Regions from separate parts of the Mus musculus genome. Here region 1 is linked to region 2. A link is a contact called in public promoter capture Hi-C data. All regions are on one chromosome and are shown on one strand. Each heading gives the region's core, a stretch centred on a gene start, on an enhancer-like site or on the middle of the called end of the contact. The rest is flanking DNA. Distances are from core to core; before and after follow the strand shown.

Region 1 (2,700 bases), core at 87-2,586, 400 kb after region 2:
GGCTCAGTGGGTAAGAGCATCCGACTGCTCTTCTGAAGGTCTGGAGTTCAAATCCCAGCAACCACATGGTGGATCACAACTATCCGTAATGAGGTCTGACTCCCTCCTCTGGAGTGTCTGAAGACAGCTACAGTGTACTTACATATAACAAATAAATAAATAAATAAATAAATAAATAAATAATCTTAAAAAAAAAAAAAAGAAAAAGAAAAATGCTCAGTTTGAAGAGAAAAGAAGAGAGGAGAGGAGAGGGGAGGGGAAGGAAGGGGAGGGGAGGGGAGGGGAGGGGAAAGGAGGGGAGAGTAAGGGAACAAGAGAGTGTTGGGGCTGCAGCTCTGAGTAGAGTACTTGTCTCATATGCCTGAGGCCCAGGGTTCAATACCTAATACTGCAAGCAAGCAAAATGAAACAAAACCCTAGGCTTGCTGGGCAGCTAGCCCTCACTTGGCAAGTTCCAGGCTATTAAGAGACCCTGTCTGAAAAACAATAAAGTCGATGAGACCTGGGGAATAAAACCTGACCCACCTCTACATGAACACACACAGACACACAGACACACACACAGAGACAGAGAGACAGAGAGACAGGGAGACAAAGAGAGAGCTGTGTATCTCTCAACATACACAGAGAAACAGAAAAAGACAGACAGACAGATACACACACACACAGGTGGGGGACCGGAATATTTACCGCTTAAGACCTTATTTGCCGTTACATTGTTTGTCGGGACGGAATATCATGTAGACGACTGGTGGATTAGCATTGAACTCTCCATACAGTTCAAGTCAAGGCTGGCCTTGAACTTCTGATCCTTTTGTGTCTACCTCCCAAGACCTGTGCTTGTAGAAGTGTAACACACACCTGGCCTTTAAAAATTGTGATTTACATACTTGGTTTTGTTTTGTTTTGTTTGTTTGTTTGTTTGTTTGTGCTGGGAGGTTTGAACCCAGTCTTGGGTGTGCTGGGCAAGTACTCCATCTTAGCTGTCATAGTAGATAAGTCACTTGATGTCACGAAGCCACATTTCCTTGTTTCACCAAGCGGTCCCTGAGTTTTGGGAACACATGGAAGGAATGAGGAAATGTACTGTGCTTGTGCCATGCCCCTGGCTCTGGGCTAAAAGCCTTTTGAACTCTTCTGTGAAATGTAGTCAGGACTGTACCTGCTTTAGATCCCTCCAGTTTGCCGTAGACTCAAGACGAGCCCACGGTGGGAAAGCGCTTCGCAACAGCCAAGGATGTGATCTTGTCGAGGCCTTTGCCCTGTGTTCCGGTTTCCCCCATCCTGTTTTGCCCTCTCATCCTTCACGAGTCTGCAGGAATTTGCGTGGGTGCTTCTTTGGTCTTCAGTCCAGTGTTGACTGTCACACACTGGGAATGTAGCGCTTCCTTCTGAACTCATGCCCCAAGGCACACGAGTCATCCTGAAATAGCCAACATCACTAGGACACCAGCTTCCCAGGCGGTGAAGATGAAGGCTGAATTGTGTGCACTCACGTGAAGTTGGCCTCGCTCATATCCACCTTGACTGAGGCAAAGACATGTGCCTGTGAGCTTGGTGTTCTGAAGGAAATAGGGCGTGGGCTCAGACGGCCCACCCTCGCAGCCACGCCTCCTTCCTCTGCCGTTGACCAGTTGGGTAAACATGGTCGGTTCCATCGTGGACAGGGAGTAGCAACTTTTGGGGTTCCTAGAATCAGGGGTAGCTGACTGGCGGATACACAGAGCAATCTGGTTTTTGTTTTGTTTTGTTGGGTAGAGCTTGAACCAAGGGCTTTGTTTATGCCAGGCAAGGGCTCTGCCATTAAGCCATTAACCTTCCTCCACCTCTATTATTATTAAAACAAAAATGTAAGCTTACCTATGAGTTATTAATAGAACTGACAAAAAGGGACATTAAAAAGCCAGGGGCATAGCACAGGAAACCTGACTGAATGTGAAATTCTGTTTTACATAACCCAGGTTTCAAACTCATAAACGAGAAGGGGAAATATAGAAAATTAAAGAAATTTTCTTTCTTTCTTTCTTTCTTTCTTTCTTTCTTTCCTCTCTTTCTTTCTTTCTTTCCTCTCTTTCTTTCTTTCCTCTCTTTCTTTCTTCTTTCTTTCTTTCTTTCTTTCTTTCTTTCTTTCTTTCTTTCTTTCTTTCTTTCTTTCTTTCTTTCTTTCTTTCTTTCGGAACAGAATCTCTGTATACTTCTGTTTCACTCTGTAGACCAGGCTGGCCTTGGGTTCACAACAATCCTCCTGCTCCTGCCTCCCAAGTGCTGGAATTAAAGGCCTGTTCCACCACACCTGGCTAAAAGACTCTTTCTTGCTTTTTTTTTTCTTTTTAAAAATGTATTTTATTTTATGTTTATGAGTATACCGTAGCTGAAGAGATGGTTATGAGCCTTCATGTGGTTGTTGGGAATTGAATTTTAGGACCTCTGCTTGCTCTGATCCAAAGATTTATTTATTATTATACATAAGTACACTGTAGCTGTCCTCAGACAGCACTAAAAGGGGGCATCAGATCTCATTACCAGTGGTTGTGAGCCACTGTGTGGTCACTGGGATTTGAACTCAGGACCTTTAGAAGAGTAGTCAGTGCTCTTACCCGCTGACCCATCTCACCAGCCCGATTCTTTCTATATTAAAAAATTTAAGCCAGGAAGCTGGAGAGATAGCTCAGAGGTTAAGATCATTGGTTGCTCTTCTAA
Region 2 (2,700 bases), core at 183-2,682:
GTGTGTGAACTTACTAGTTGAACCTTCATTCCTCTTCACAGTGCAAGAACTAATGGGAGGTGGTTCCTGCTGTGTGTTGACGCTCAATTGTGTGAAAGCTGCCTGTCTTCACCAGATTCCAGGTCCTTCCTGGTGATACCCTGAGCTGCCAGCAGAGGCTGCTGTGGTTATGTGTGGGACCAGCAGCTCGGGCTGACCCTGTCGATCCAGTCCTTTTCCTCCATACCAGCTTGCCTCTACATACATACATACATTCATACATACATACTTACTTCATACATACTTTTTTGAGGGAACTCCTGGTATTGGTTTATACTGACCCACAGTGCTCATAAGAGGCTTACATCCCTCTAAAATAACATGTCCTCACTTCCCTCCTGACAGTGAGACTCTTCATTGTCTATAGAGGTTTAAGGTCCCAGTAGGGGAGGGGCATCTACTCTATTCTATCCCAGAGTTTAGAGCCACTAGCTACCTGCTCTGCCTGCCTGCCTCCCTCCCTCCCTCCAGGGTTACTAAGCACTTGCTGTGTAAGGCTACATTTTAATCAAAAGCACTCCACAGAATACTTTTATGCTTTTTATATATTTATTCGGTTTTTTTGTTTGTTTTTTAAAGACCCTTCTCTGTGTAGCCTTGGCTGTCCTAGGACCGCTCTAAAGACCAGGCTGGCCTCAAACTCAACAGATCGGCTTGTCTCCTGAGTGCTGGGATTGAAGGCATATAGTACCTCTCCCTGGCTATGCTTTTTATTTTTTAAGGCAGGGTATCACCTAGGTTGACCTATAATTCACTCATGTAGCTTAGTTGAACTCTCAGCACTCCTCTTGAGTGTTGGTATTATCAGTATAAATGACCATGCCTCATGCGCCTTCATAGGGAAGAAATTCAGGATATGTAGCCCCTTTAAGGCTACATAACTTGGACTGGATCATTGTATAGACCTAAACACAGCTCAACCTCAACCAGTCGTCTCTCTGACTGGATAGAGTAAGGCCTGGGTCTCCCAAGTCAGGCACTCATTAGGTCCCAGGTAGAGCTGACTGCTCATTGCTGAGTTGGGCGGTGGGTCTGGGAACTGGGAATGTAATTCTGCTAAGAGGTGTTTTGTTAGTACTTGTGTGTTAGACAGGGAAAGGAAGGAGTGTGTATCGAAACTGCCTTCTCAGGTAGTTCAGCTCCATTACCCACCCCATCCCTCTCACCTGTTCTAAATGATGACACGTAGTAGTTAGTGACCATTGGCAGTCAAAGTTTAGGGACAGGAGCAAGCTATGTAATGTCTTGAGCCAGAGCACAAGACAGAAAATTGGAACAGAACTACATAAAGCACGATCAGAGATTTCCTGTCCAGCCCACAGGGTGGAGTTTAGTCCATTCCTCTCCATCATCCTGAATATAAGCCTGCCACAATGTCAGACACCGATGAGCTCTCAGGACGGGGGGAGCTTCAGTGCCAGCCATGAATCTCAAGGTGCTGCTGCTGCTTCTGGGGCTGTCTTTCCTCACTGTCTTTGCTCTGGTCTATGTCCTGCTGACCAGGCAAGGCAGTTTCAGCCAGTCTCCTCGATGCCCTTCCATACCTCCCAGAATTCATCCCTGGACACACCCTAGCCAGAGCCAGCTGTTTGCAGACCTGACCCCAGAGGAGCTGACAGCTGTGATGAGCTTCCTGACCAAGCACCTGGGGCCGGGGCTGGTGGATGCAGCCCAGGCTCGACCCTCGGACAACTGTGTCTTCTCAGTAGAGTTGCAGCTGCCTGCCAAGGCTGCAGCCCTGGCCCACCTGGACAGAGGGGGGCCCCCACCTGTGCGAGAGGCACTAGCCATCATCTTCTTTGGTGGACAACCCAAGCCCAACGTGAGTGAGCTGGTGGTGGGGCCCCTGCCTCACCCCTCCTACATGCGGGATGTGACTGTGGAGCGCCACGGCGGCCCCCTGCCCTATTATCGGCGCCCCATGCAGAAAACTGAGTTTGTTCAGATATGGAGGCATTTGAAAGAAGTGGAGCTACCAAAGGCACCCACCTTTCTGGCTTCTGTCTTGAACTACAATGGCTCCACCTTGGCACCTTTGCATTCTACTGCTAGTGGTTTCCATGCAGGCGATCGAGCTACCTGGATAGCCCTCTACCATAACATCTCAGGTCTTGGAGTGTTCCTTCACCCTGTGGGGCTGGAGCTACTGTTGGACCACGGGGCCCTGGACCCTGCCGACTGGGTAGTCCAACAGGTCTTCTACCTTGGGCATTACTATGCAGACTTGGCCCAGTTGGAATGGGAGTTTAAAGTTGGCCGCCTAGAAGTGATTCGGGTCCCTCTACCCACACCAGGTGGAGCTTCCTCCTTGAGGCCTAGAGTCACTCCAGACCCTCCTCTTCCCCCTCTTCAGTTCTCACTTCAGGGTCCCCAGTATAACATACAGGGAAACTCAGTGACATCTCCCCTCTGGACATTTACCTTTGGTCATGGGGTGTTCAGTGGCTTAAGAATTTTTGATATTCGGTTCAAGGGTGAGCGTGTGGCTTATGAAGTCAGTGTCCAGGAGTGTCTGACAGTTTATGGTGCTGATTCCCCCAAAACAATGACGATCCGGTACTTGGACAGCAGCTATGGGCTTGGTCTCAACAGCCGAGCTTTGGTTCGGGGGGTGGATTGCCCCTATCAAGCCACAATGGTGGACATCCATGTACTGGTGGG

The links. Promoter capture Hi-C pulls out the DNA fragments that hold promoters and counts their contacts.
Region 1: a contact with region 2 is called in a promoter capture Hi-C map of the SN4741 cell line, with 4 times the contacts expected there. The contact joins the enhancer-like site here to the promoter of Aoc2 in region 2. A contact is called at or near these places in 2 of 39 promoter capture datasets (the SN4741 cell line and pre-B cells), 1 of 15 datasets of contacts at CTCF or cohesin (embryonic stem cells), 2 of 484 Hi-C or Micro-C datasets (CD4 T cells and regulatory T cells), 1 of 115 datasets of contacts at active chromatin or transcription factors (pancreatic cancer cells) and 1 of 9 other capture datasets (adipose tissue).

Annotation. Positions count from the first base shown.
Region 1 is chr11:101,718,810-101,721,509 of GRCm38.p6, forward strand. No RefSeq gene overlaps it. Among named protein-coding and RNA genes, the nearest start is that of Dhx8, 13 kb to the right of the region's middle. Within about 2 kb of position 1,337, at least 30 of the 459 cell types and tissues checked have an H3K27ac peak or open chromatin away from gene starts, as enhancers often do. A contact at or near this core is called in the SN4741 cell line, where this site is marked.
Region 2 is chr11:101,323,631-101,326,330 of GRCm38.p6, forward strand. It overlaps Aoc2 (amine oxidase, copper containing 2 (retina-specific)), which reads left to right and starts at 1,433. Exons shown (of 4, transcript NM_178932.1): 1 at 1,433-2,700. The coding sequence starts at 1,463.